2 separate regions of the Mus musculus genome follow, and region 2 is linked to region 1. A link is a contact called in public Hi-C data. All regions are on one chromosome and are shown on one strand. The core of a region is the stretch at or near the end of the contact, and the rest is flanking DNA. Distances in the headings are between cores, read along the strand shown.

Region 1 (6,045 bases), core at 2,228-4,727:
CCTAGAACTGGCTATGTAGTCTAGACTGGTCCACCGTATGCAGCAGTTCTTCAGCCTCTGCCTCTCTGCCCTGGGATTACAGGTGGCTTTTCTTTGTGTGGACACTCTCTACCTAACCCGAGAGTCCGCAAGTAATTCATTGAAAGTTGCATTTATAACCCAAACATATATGGAATTTACTGGGTTGTAATCTGAGTTGGAAACTCATTCTTACAGTTATGGCAGGACAATTTTTTAATAAGTGTCCATGATTCCCCTCACTGAGCTGAAGAGACCTCCTGGTAAGCTGCTGTTTGCCTTTATGGACTGGCATTTGGTTCTATTGGGGTTTGTCTTTCTGTTTTCTGTTATGAATTGGGATTTCCTGGTCTTTCCAGCCAGTTACTTTGCTACATAAAGAGTTGTAATCCAGGGGTTCCCACAGTTCCTTTAACATTTACGGCAGATTCCCAGGTGCTCTCCTGGATGCCCTCGGCAGGAAACTTCTATGTTGGGACAGTCCTGTGTAATGTCAAACTTCTCTATCTGCCTGCCTCAGATGCCCCATACGTCCTCCTCCTGCCTTGTTTAACAGTGACCATGACCATGACATCTGTTTGCCTTTTTCTAGATCTTTGTACCATAATTAAACGATGCCCCAACCTCATCCGCCTCGACTTAAGGTACTGTTTTAGATCAAACTTTGGAGTACATTGGCTGTTTGTGAACTGGGGGAGGACCTAAAGCAGGGATTAAGCAGCAGTACTCTCGACCATCATGGTTTGACTCTTCCTTTCGGTTGCAGTGACAGTATCATGCTAAAGAATGACTGCTTTCCAGAATTTTTTCAACTCAACTACCTCCAACACCTCTCGCTCAGCCGGTGCTATGATATAATACCTGATACTCTACTGTAAGTATGATTTACATTTACGCTGGTGAAAAAGCACAGGCCAAAACTCGGTAGTAAAATCCATCTTTAGATGGATGAATACATGTTCAAAGCATGAACATTGATATTGATGTGCCACAAAATGCCCAGGAAAGAATATCGAAATAGTTCACAGAATGTCCAGTAATCCTGAATCGACTAAGCTTATTAACTAACTAACAGCTACTGTCTTAGAATGCTATCCTAGTGTCTGTGAAGGAGGCTTTTTCCTCTGGGGCACCCACAGAGAGCACGGAAGGCATGCCCAATGTGAGTGGGAAACATCTCCCATTCATTTTTAAAGCTCACAGGGAATTCCTGTAATCTAATGATGGGCATCTCGGATCGTAAGAAGAGGTGAGAAGAACTGGTCTATGAGAGCCTGATGTTATCTGAAAAGAGGGCATCTTATGTAGGTCCATGAAAGTTAAGAATCTCATGCAGGCATTGCTTACTTCATTCCAAAGTCTTCCTTACACCAAATAAAAGTGTACAGCAGTTTCACTGCAAACCACTAGGGCTTAGAACCTTGCACTCTCCCGGGTATACTGCAGAAGAGTCATCTGGCTTAGAGGAGAGTATGGTACTATTTATCCTACTATCAGAATGCCAGTTTTTAATTCTTCCTACCTAGAAATGGTGAATTTAAAAACAAATTATTTCTCAAATGAATGGATTAGATCAGTTTCAGTAATAAATGATCTATAAAGAATTCGGTAAAATTGGGAAGTCTGGTAATTATGTGACTAAACCAATCATTTTAACTAGTCTCATGTGTGTTGGCTAGCTAGTGTCCTGTTTAGAAAAACACTACCTAAAAAGGATGCAAATGTTGCAGCTCAAATTCACATGCATGGAACTCTGATACAAATCCCCAAATGCAGAATTCTAGCATCCACAACTCCTAGGATCTTCTAGTGTCTTTGAGGTGAGGAACACATCAGAAGTTCTTAATAGAAATACCAGTGTGTCTCAAGGACACTGTCCACACAGCAGCCGGAAACACACTGAAAAATAGCTCATGTCCTATCTCAGAGATGGGAAGGGGCAAGGCCTGACTTAGTGTCTTTTTATTGTTTTTGAGATCAAGTCTCACCATTCATTCCCTAAGCTGGCCTATGATCCAGCCTCAGCCTCTTGTATGATGACTGCCTTTTCATTAAACTTGAACTAAGAGCCCTAAAAGATGCTATCTTAACTATTTTACACAGATTAAAGAGCATCCTGTAAACGTATCCTGTTCCTCTCATGCTGAAAAGTCAGACGCCCCTGACTGGTTTTCCGGCATTGTAGCCAATGCACACAAGAGGCAGTGATGGGTTTTTGTGGTGGGGTCTCATCCTGCCTCCTGCATGGATGGCCAGGAGGCGCCTCCCAGAGCTGCTGCACGAAGCTCCCTCTGCCATCTGCCAACACTCGCTTTTCCTTACTCCCACCGAGCTTCTTCTTTTAAATATTATCCACCATAGATGACAAAGAGCTTGGCTGCCTGGATATCCCAGAACCTGAATTCTCCCAAGTGTCCCCATTCTCAGATGTCACATAGGAGTTGTACTAGGGACTGCTCTCCTCTTTAGTGGTGATGGGTGTAACCTCGTCTACAGTGCATGGCAGTTCTTTGTTTGTTTCTACATTCCAGAAGTTCAAAGATGGAATGTGTTCCTCTTCTGTTTTGATCTCTTGTGACCTCCTGAACTCGATGCCCCTTATAAGCCAACACATTTCATTTCTACGTCCTGCTTCTATTTACCAACTTACTCTGCATCTTGTACCCCACCACATGCAGTAGACAGTGTGGTGCTTACCTCTACCATTCATACACTAGAGGGGTAATGGGATGACCATGGAGCCTCGGCACAGATGGGCCTCAGATCTAACAAACCATCTGCTTTCAGCCATTCAGGGGGCATCAGTGCAGACAGGTGAGTAGCATGGACACTGTATAGAATATGCTGGAAGGCTGAGCCATTGGCAGCCAAGTGACAATACAAACCGGCTTTATTTGACTACATATTGACTGTGACAACATAAAGGTCACTGCTGTGCTCACTGATCCCCTGGGGGGGTGGGGATGGGGGTTGCTGAATTTCCAAAATAAACATTCCCTGTCCTTCGACTTTGCACTATGTCCCAACCTAGAACAAACACAGACCAGGGAGATGAAGCTGGGCATACAGACCTGTTTAAAAAGAATCGGCACCAAAACCCAGAAAGTGTTTTCTTTAGATAATCAGGGTCACGTTTGTGTGACCCTCAGATCTCACCGATAACAAAACTGTATATCGGGTAACATGAAATGTATACAAAAAAGGCCTGTCTACCAGTAATAGGGGAAAAATATGGAAAGAAAAGGTCATTGTCTGCTGTAAGTTGGTATCCCAGATTTTTATATGTAGCCTGTGTAATCCCATGTAGAGAACACCTTAAGGAAGTCACTGGTGGGTTTCGGTGAAGCAAGGCCTCGGTGAACCATTGTTAAGCCGCCATCAGGTCTGTGGGTGGCCTCTGTTGAGAGTGCATAGTTCAAAGAAAGATCATGGCCAGATACCTAACTTCCATGTGTTACATCACAGTGAAATGTTGACCATGTCTGGCTTGCTAGCTCCCGTATCACAGCAGACCTTCCAGAGAGCTATGTGGACTAAGAAAGGTGGCAAATTCCAGCTCAATTTAAAAAATTAAATAAATAAAAATGAAATAAAAAATTAAAACTACATAGTTCCACGGGAGCCGCCCTGAATGAAACGCACAGGCTTGGTTCTGGACCCAAAGGTCGGGTCAGGTCTGGACCCTCACGGCGGGTCAGGCTGCTTTATATCCCCGCTTTTTTTCCCCCTGGATTATTTCCATAAATCACTTCTTACAGATGATGTCAGTAGGCTGCATTTTGTAGACCAATATAAGTGATAGACAATGGGCTGTAATAACTAGTCTGACAACTGCCATACCTCCTGGAATTTGCTCTTCCTTTGCAGTGAACTTGGAGAAATTCCTACACTAAAAACGCTACAAGTTTTTGGAATCGTGCCAGAGGGAACCCTTCAGCTACTGAGGGAAGCTCTTCCTCGGCTGCAGATTAACTGCGCCTATTTCACCACCATTGCAAGGCCAACTATGGACAGCAAGAAGAACCTGGAGATTTGGGGTATCAAGTGCCGACTGACTCTGCAAAAGCCCAGTTGTCTATGAAGTGCTTACCGCAGGGCGGTGTTTCCTCTGGAACGAGGAAAGCAGGCAGCAAGTCCGCATGCTGGAGACCTTGGTTACTCTTCCTATTGGCTTTGCCTTAGCCTTCACTTTATATGTATGTTAGGGAACCATTTGCGAGGGGGACAGCCACGAAGTGTTACTTTTTCAAAACTATAGAGCCGATTCTGTCAGTGCTGTGCCCTAAGGGCCTAAGCGGCAGGTCTTTGGAGATTTTAGGAGAGCCTATGATTTCAGCATGCTTTTTTAAAAGCGACATTTGAGCCAACTCTTCCAAGTGCCCTTCTAATTAAGTCTATTTAGACCCAAGTTTTAAAAATTACCCGTGGCTAACAATCTTCATGGTGTTTGTCATAACTTTCTATCTATTTAATTATTCAGTATTTTATAAAACTTGACTTTGAAGAATAAGCTATATGTACGGTGAGCTGGGCGGAAAGCAGCAGAGGCTGGTAGCATTTGAGGTGGTCTTTTCTGGGATTAACACATTTCAACTCTGTGCAGGCATGAGGTTAGTTTCACAGCAGCACAGGAGTGCATGATGTACCTAAAACTCTAAATGAGAAAACAAAAACACAGAGACACAGCCGGAAGCAGGACAGGATTGGTGCAGGATTGAAAACCTCAAAGGCTGTTCTCTAAAAGCAGGTTAATATGAAGAAGTATCCTTTAATGTTTTTAGGAATTCTACCATGTTTCCAGAATCTTAAATTAGGTGAGAAAATCTACTTGTGTGCTTTTTAAACTTTATAATCAATGTATGTTACAATATATGTGGGTTGTTTAGCTTTTTAAACTTACTTGCTTTGTTTTAGGAATGTGATATTATTCTAGTCAGCCTTCTGAAAAGTCGGATAGAATTCCGAGCTGATCGGGTGTGCTGATCGTTCCTTTAGTACTGCGGTTATTTTTTACATTACTCTGAAATCAAGAACTTGAAATTCTTTTAAGTGGTCTTAAACAGTAATCGCTTGAAACTGCCCGTTAGGTTACTGGACCTAAAATTGTTAGGTTGAACTGATTTCTGTCCATCGGCAATCTACACGGGAAGCGTGCGCATGTGCAGCTTCCGACCCGGGAAGCGTGCGCATGTGCAGCTTCAGAGCAGGTGCCGCGGCTTGCACTTCACCTAAGTGTTTAAGAATCACGGGGCATTAAACCTTTTGATAACATATGGTTTTTTTAGCACTTGATACACAGAAGCAAAGGGATCAAATTGTGTTTCTTAAAAAATGAAAAGAAAAAAAAGAATTAAGGCAGTTACCTCTGTAGAGTATTTCCGTGCTACAATCCATTTCTATTAACTTCATCAAAAACTTTTAGTTAACAACATGAAGTGCCTTCATCTGCTCAGACCTAAAGAACATTTTAAGTGTCACACAAGAATGGTCATGCTTCAATCCCCTAGTAGTTAAAAGAGTGCTAACTACTACTTGAAACTATTGTTTACACATTAGTGATGGGCTGATGGCGGGCTCTGGCCTCCAGATGCCCTCAGACATACAGTACCTGTTCTTCCTTACGCAAGTCCAGCTGTGAGCTATTTTTGCCAACATGTCGCGGTAATACATGTCGCAGTAATCTGTATTTTTGTATGTGATTTCTACTTTTATAGACTGATTTTAAAATAAATACATTTTTATAAGAACAAGTACTTGAGCTGCTTTTTATATCCTTTTCTGCAGTCCTTCAATTTAGAAAGCATCCATTTGGGTTGCCATTTAGGTCAGATAAAGATTTCAGCCACCTGTCCTGTTGTGAGTAATCAAAGTGAGGTCGCAGTGCACCTGTTGGCCTCCATGTGCTGTCAATGACACTTAGGAGATATTTTTATTCCACTGTCGCAGCCTGTGTTGCTTTAGACAGTGTGAATAGCTCATGCCTGAGCTTCCAATAGCTGAGTCCGTTTGAACCTTTCATTCCCAGGT
Region 2 (6,045 bases), core at 1,887-4,386, 170 kb before region 1:
GGAAATAAATTTTCATAGGGATAGAGGGTATGGAGCCCCCACTTAAGAAGTTTCTCTTCTTGGACCTGAGTTTATGCCCTTTTGAAAAATGTTATCTAGGATCACTATGAGACTTAAACCACCCTGAAATCGTCATGAAAAACACCAGAGGCATGAGAAACTGAGAGAACATGATTCTGCAGCGACCCTGGGTTGCTAAGTAAAGAGAATCCTTGGGAAAGGAACAAGCATCATCACACCGATGCCTTCTCCTCAGCCACAATTTCTTTAGAACTTTGTTTTGAGTCCAAAACTGAAGCAGAGAAAGATAAATAAAGAAAAGAAGAAAAAGAAATTGTAAACAAAAGCTGAGAGGTCAGAGTGTTTGGGAACTCGAAGAACCATAATAATTAAGTTGGGGCAGAAAAGTCAGGGAAACTGAACGTATCTGCTGAGTGGATAACTCCTTCCATTCCCATTTGTGTTGTCTGAACACAGCACATACAGGAGCTACCACACCCAAGGAGTTCTGCTCCTGCTCTCAAGAGACTGAGAAGAAGGAGGGCCCAGTGAGGGGACCATTATAATGGATGCTCATGAGCAAGGTTTCTTCCAGAGAAATACAGAGAACTTCAAACTGCACAAGCTAAGCCAGTGGGACAGAAAAAAATCACCCTAATGTATCAAGATCTGGGGTCCATACAATCATTACTTCTTCTGTACATGTACGCATGCACACACACACACACACACACACACACACAAGAAAATAAAACCAAAGTTAACAAAGAGATGCCTAGAGTAGGAGAAATAGTCTTCCCTAGGGATGAGCATACCAACTGTTGATCCAATACAAAATGGTTATCCCTAAAAACGTTATACAACCTGAGCAGGTTATATTTAGTAATATATGTTTATATATGTGCACTTGTGTGCATGTGGCAACAATTAGAAAAAAAGTGGCCCTAGTATTGAAAGAGAACAAGGAGATGTTTGCAAGTGTTTGGAGAGAGGAAGGGAAAAGGGAAATGGTGTAATTATGTTATGATCAAAAAAAAAAAAGTATTTTTAAAAGCAGATGGAATGTAGCATCAGAATTTTTAACACTAGTATGCAAGCCCGTACTCTAAAACTAAAGAATCTTTATGCAACATTGGAAAGGTGAGTTGTATTCCTGCAAGAGGCAGCCCATGTGACCCTTGTATGCCTCTAACAGGAACAAAGAAGGCTCAAGTCCATGGCTGTAGTCTGTGTTCCTCTCCACTGCTGAGGTCTGCTGGCTCCATCCTTATAAGTGCTCTGAGGGTGGCGCCCTGTCATTTGAGAGCAGCTGAGAACAAACATCCCTTTATACAGGTACACTTTTAACTTTTGCATTCTATTATCCTAGACAAGCAAAAAGTAAGTAACACATGTGCCATAAAATACAAAATTATAACACATATTCATCTTCAAAATTGTTGAGAATGTGGGTAAAGCACACCTAGGCCCATAGAACCCTCCTAAGGATGCCTACTCATCCTCTCAGTTGTAACTTGGTAGAAAATATTCCTAATAATCACCCTTAGAAATGTAGGATAAGTCTCTGAATATTCTGCCCCCTACCACTGAGAATGTTTTAAAATGCTAGGGCTTAAGACTCAGGAAAATCTTTGACCCCAGTCCTTATAATGACTACTTCTGCGGCACTTAAAATAAAACTTCTGTTTTCCATAAAGTAATCTGAAGTAAATCTAACTGAGGTAGCTAGAAATAGTGAAGAGGGGCAAGTGGAGGCTAACTTACCATTCATTGTTAAACCCAAAATGTCAATAGCTTTGCCATAAAACGACAGATAATTTGGCTTTTGGGTAATTTCTATTATAAGTGAGTTCTGATCACAGGTTAGAAGTTAAGTGTTTACGATCCTTTGCAGAAGTTTGAAGGTTAATTCTGCTAGAATTCTTTCCTAGCACAATGGGATAAAACTTTCTTCACCTCTGCCACGCTATTATATCTGTGTCCTTTCTTGCCCTAATTCTTGGGTTACATCCTATTCAACTATAAATCCAAACAAATTGACTATTTGAAAAGAAAATTGTTTTCACAAAGCCTATATACAGGCTTCTTGTGACCTATTACCTGTTGGCACTAATATGTATTTCTCCTACCTGACCCAGTCTTTTTGTTGTTGTTGTTTTTGGTGTTTGTTTGTTTGTTTGTTTGTTTTGTTTTCGTTTTTTTGAGACAGGGTTTCTCTGTATAGCCCTGGCTGTCCTGGAACTCACTTTGTAGACCAGGCTAGCCTTGAACTCAGAAATCTGCCTGCCTCTGCCTCCTGAGTGCTGAGATTAGAGGCATTCGCCACCACACCCAGATCTGGCTCAGTCTTTTATCAGTGATCCATGTACATGAAGTTGCTGTTATCATGAGCCCCAAACCAAACCATGGAACCAGGACATTTGTGATGTTAAGAGTAACATATCAGGTCCTGGAAATAAGATGATGTCCTGGTGACATGCAAACTTTGAGGCCTGGGTACTTATATAGAAGAACATCTTTCAAAACCAAAAATGTTTATGAATGTTAGCTTCCCCAGAAAAATCAAGAAATGTTCACTGCTCCCTTTGTGGGATAAATAGGCTGAACACTGCATGATCTGCCTCCCACCCACTCACAACTAAAACCCCAGTAGAGAAGCCTTTCTTACAAACCCCCCTCTGCATTCCTCCTGCTGTTTCCACATCACATTATATCACCATCTACTGCTGTTCTCTCCCTTGGGTAGAGTCCTCTCTGAGCACAACTTTGCACACACAGTCCATAGCCCCTCCCACAGGTGTGGTCTACACCTAGATAGAAAAATCTCATGTAAGGTCAATTATGTGTGATTTTTGTGAAACATGTTAACCCAGGTATCACAGTTTAAGAAGACTCTATATTCCCAGCAAGAACTTACTCAGTGTAGATATAGTCAGGATTTTTGCAGCCTCCAAGAGAAGAACCTCAAGGAGAAAGAAGCTCACAAGAAGCCAACTCCGATGTGCAGCCATCTATAGAACATGTGAAGCCCTGGCACAGGTTGCACACCTAGAAAGCTGTGCTCCACTAAGGGATCCTGTAAGGCTCTGTCACAAAGCACTGTCTGTTGCCGTGAAATGGGGTAAAGGGAGAAAATAGTTTATATTCTTTTTCCAAATGCCCTTTTGCCCTTGGCCTTGTCTCTGCTAATCTCTTTCCAGTGGATACTGTTTCACCCTCCTTAACTAGTGTTGAAAGAAAAAACAGGTGAAGAGTTAATTTTTAACTTGTCCTAAAATCACAATATTTTCCTTGTTAGCCTCAAAAAACTCTAAAGTGGGAATGTAGGGACCTTGGCAAACCCTGTCAATGACCGCATCCTAAAGTGGCATATACCATGGACATTTTACAAGCCTAGTCACAAGCTTACAAGATGCTACTTCCTCCATCACTCCTCTATCTGTATCCTAATGCCATGTCTGGAGCTCATTACCCTGGGTACAAGTTTTTAAATCTCCAGTGGTGCCAATCATGAACTAATCTTCAAGGAAAACACTCAAGATTATTGCTTGACATGTCTTACTATTCACAGATGCATGAAAATGTGCTAGTGGCCTATGTACCCAAAAGGCAGAAGAAAAAATTGTTAAACCTCCAATTCTGAATGAACTTCATGAAACAGAACAGAACTATTCCACAATCCTTCCAAGAACAAGTTCAGGACAGAGTCCAGATCCGTTTACTTGTAGATCAGCACGGGAGGAAGGAGCACACTGCCCCGAGCAGTCATCTTCACACTCCAGTGTAAAACCAAACTGCTTTAGCCAAGTTTCCCAGTGCAGTTTCCAGCTCCAAAGCAGGAAAAGAATCTGCCTCTGTATTTACCAAGCATGCAGAATACAGCCTTGAATTCTGCTCTACTCTGTAGCAGTGTGTCTTGTGTCTCTAAGACTTTGTCTATGCCTGAGTTTAAGCATGATACTCTGGTATAATTCACAGTCATAAAACTGAAGAGACAAAAAGAAGAAGAAATAGTGTGAGAAAGAGGACTGCAGTGTTCTTCCCCCAAAAACTCAGTCAAACTTTTGTTCTCATATTTCTCAAATGTATTAGGGTAATGGTTAACTTATTGTCAGCTACAGTAGACTAAGGGATACTCAGACAGCTGGTAAGGAAGGCATCACTTTTGGCCAGGTGTGAGGCTCCTTCCAGATGGAAGTAGTTTTGGTATCAGTGAAGAGAGTAAGGAAATTCCACCCTCACCCAAAGTGTCTGAGCACCATCATGTCCACTGAGGTTCTGGAAGCAAAAGTTCTCTCTCTCTCTCTCTCTCTCTCTCTCTCTCTCTCTCTCTCTCTCTCTCTCTCTCTCCCTCTCCCTTCCCCTCCCCCTCCCTCTTTCCCTCTCCCTCCCCCTCCCTCTTTCCCTCTCCCTCCCCCTCCCTCTTTCCCTCTCCCTCTCCCTCCCCCTCCCCCTCCCCCTCCCTCTCCCTCTTTCCCTCTCCCTTTTCTGGAGATCAGACACCTATCTTCTCCTAGTTTCAAACATCAGATCTCAGGACTGATGAAATTGTTCATTGCATGAAGAATTTGTGGACTTTAGTACAGATGCCTAGATTTAACATTTAAAAAAAATAAAAATAAAAATAAAATAAAACAAAACAACAACAACAAAAACAGGCAGTTATAATCCCAGCACTGGAAGGTCATAATGGGTGGATCTGGATCTTGTGGCCTTACTCACACCTCCCTGTCTAGCTTAATTGCCAAGTGATAGGTTTCATAAAAGACCCTATCTCAAAAGGCAGACTATGTAGTATAAAGAAAGACACCTAAAGTCAGTCTCTGGCTTCAACATATACGTTCAGAAATACATGTATGGAGTGTCAAGCTCATATATACACTTGAGAACACATATACCACACACATAGACCTCTCTCTCTCTCTCTCTCTCTCTCTCTCTCTCTCTGTGTGTGTGTGTGTGTGTGTGTGTGTGTGTGTGTGTCTCATACACACACACATTAATATGAGAGGGAGACTTACAAAGAGGAAGGAAGGTATATATAAAGGAGATACAAATGATGAAGGAATAAATATGGAAAAGTAAGTGTGAACAGAATGCATTATACATGTGGATGAAATTGTATATAAAAACTTTCAGGCACTGTACTTCTACCAACCTAAAGAAAATTGATTTTTTACAGAGATATGTGGGCACATGTCTGTATGTGTGTTTGTGTGTTTAAAACAATACAATAAAAGAATATCCAATTTATGGTCTCATTATGTAAATCTAGAAGATACAAACTAGCATAGTAACATTATTTACTGACTACCAATGAGCCTTAGTAAGTAAGATAGCTAACAGAAAACATGAAGAGCTAAGGAGGAGAAATGTTCTATAATGATAAATCTTCATTGTGTGTGGGGGGGGGGCAAATATAGATATCCATATATGTATAATTATGTACTTTAATTATGATGAGTTCATCAATAATACCCAAAAATACTTTCCAAAGTGAAGTGTGACCAAAGGGAAATAATAGACAGATCTGCTTGGCATTTTAAATGACTAAAAAGCCAAACTGGAAGCATTAGAAACACTATCTGGGTACAATGTTCTTCACATTGTTCCTTAGGAGACACAGGACACTTGGTACTCACTGGACTTAGTTTTCTGAATCCCAATCATGGAAGAAGTATTCAAATCCACACAGTCATTCCCCCTGAGTGAGAAGACTAAATTCAGATTTTAGGAAGGACAAGACAGCTGACAGGAATTTGCAGGCTAAACCAGCAAGTTCAGACAGGTTGCTAGGACTCAAGATGTATCACAGTCTAGAATTTGCCTCAGTTACTATTGCGCAACACATAGTAGGAATATTGGATAGTCAGCAATAACTCTGTTATCTCCTGGACTCCTCCTTTCAGAGATTTTTTTTTTCAGAAAAAATCTTTGCTGTATTTACTTTGTGTGAATATTTGACCAGGAAACTCAGAGTAGAGAGTCTCTGATTGTTGCGCTCACCTCGTCCAGCAAGAAAGACACAACACAGTCGGATTCTTC

Evidence for each region. Hi-C and Micro-C count contacts between places; a contact is called where the count stands out from the background.
Region 2: a contact with region 1 is called in a Hi-C map of liver, with 2.8 times the contacts expected there. The contact joins the promoter of Ugt3a1 here to the enhancer-like site in region 1. A contact is called at or near these places in 5 of 39 promoter capture datasets (the HPC-7 cell line, HPC-7-derived erythroid cells, liver and 1 more), 3 of 484 Hi-C or Micro-C datasets (the G1E-ER4 cell line, liver and myocytes) and 3 of 9 other capture datasets (adipose tissue, liver and pancreatic islet).

The regions. Positions count from the first base shown.
Region 1 is chr15:9,111,708-9,117,752 of GRCm38.p6, reverse strand. Skp2 (S-phase kinase-associated protein 2) reads left to right here. Exons shown (of 10, transcript NM_013787.3): 8 at 611-662; 9 at 785-892; 10 at 3,886-5,771. The coding sequence ends at 4,099. Among named protein-coding and RNA genes, the nearest start is that of Skp2, 26 kb to the left of the region's middle. Within about 2 kb of position 3,477, at least 4 of the 459 cell types and tissues checked have an H3K27ac peak or open chromatin away from gene starts, as enhancers often do. A contact at or near this core is called in liver, where this site is marked.
Region 2 is chr15:9,276,920-9,282,964 of GRCm38.p6, reverse strand. Ugt3a1 (UDP glycosyltransferases 3 family, polypeptide A1) reads right to left here and starts at 3,136. Exons shown (of 7, transcript NM_207216.2): 1 at 2,918-3,136. The coding sequence starts at 3,011.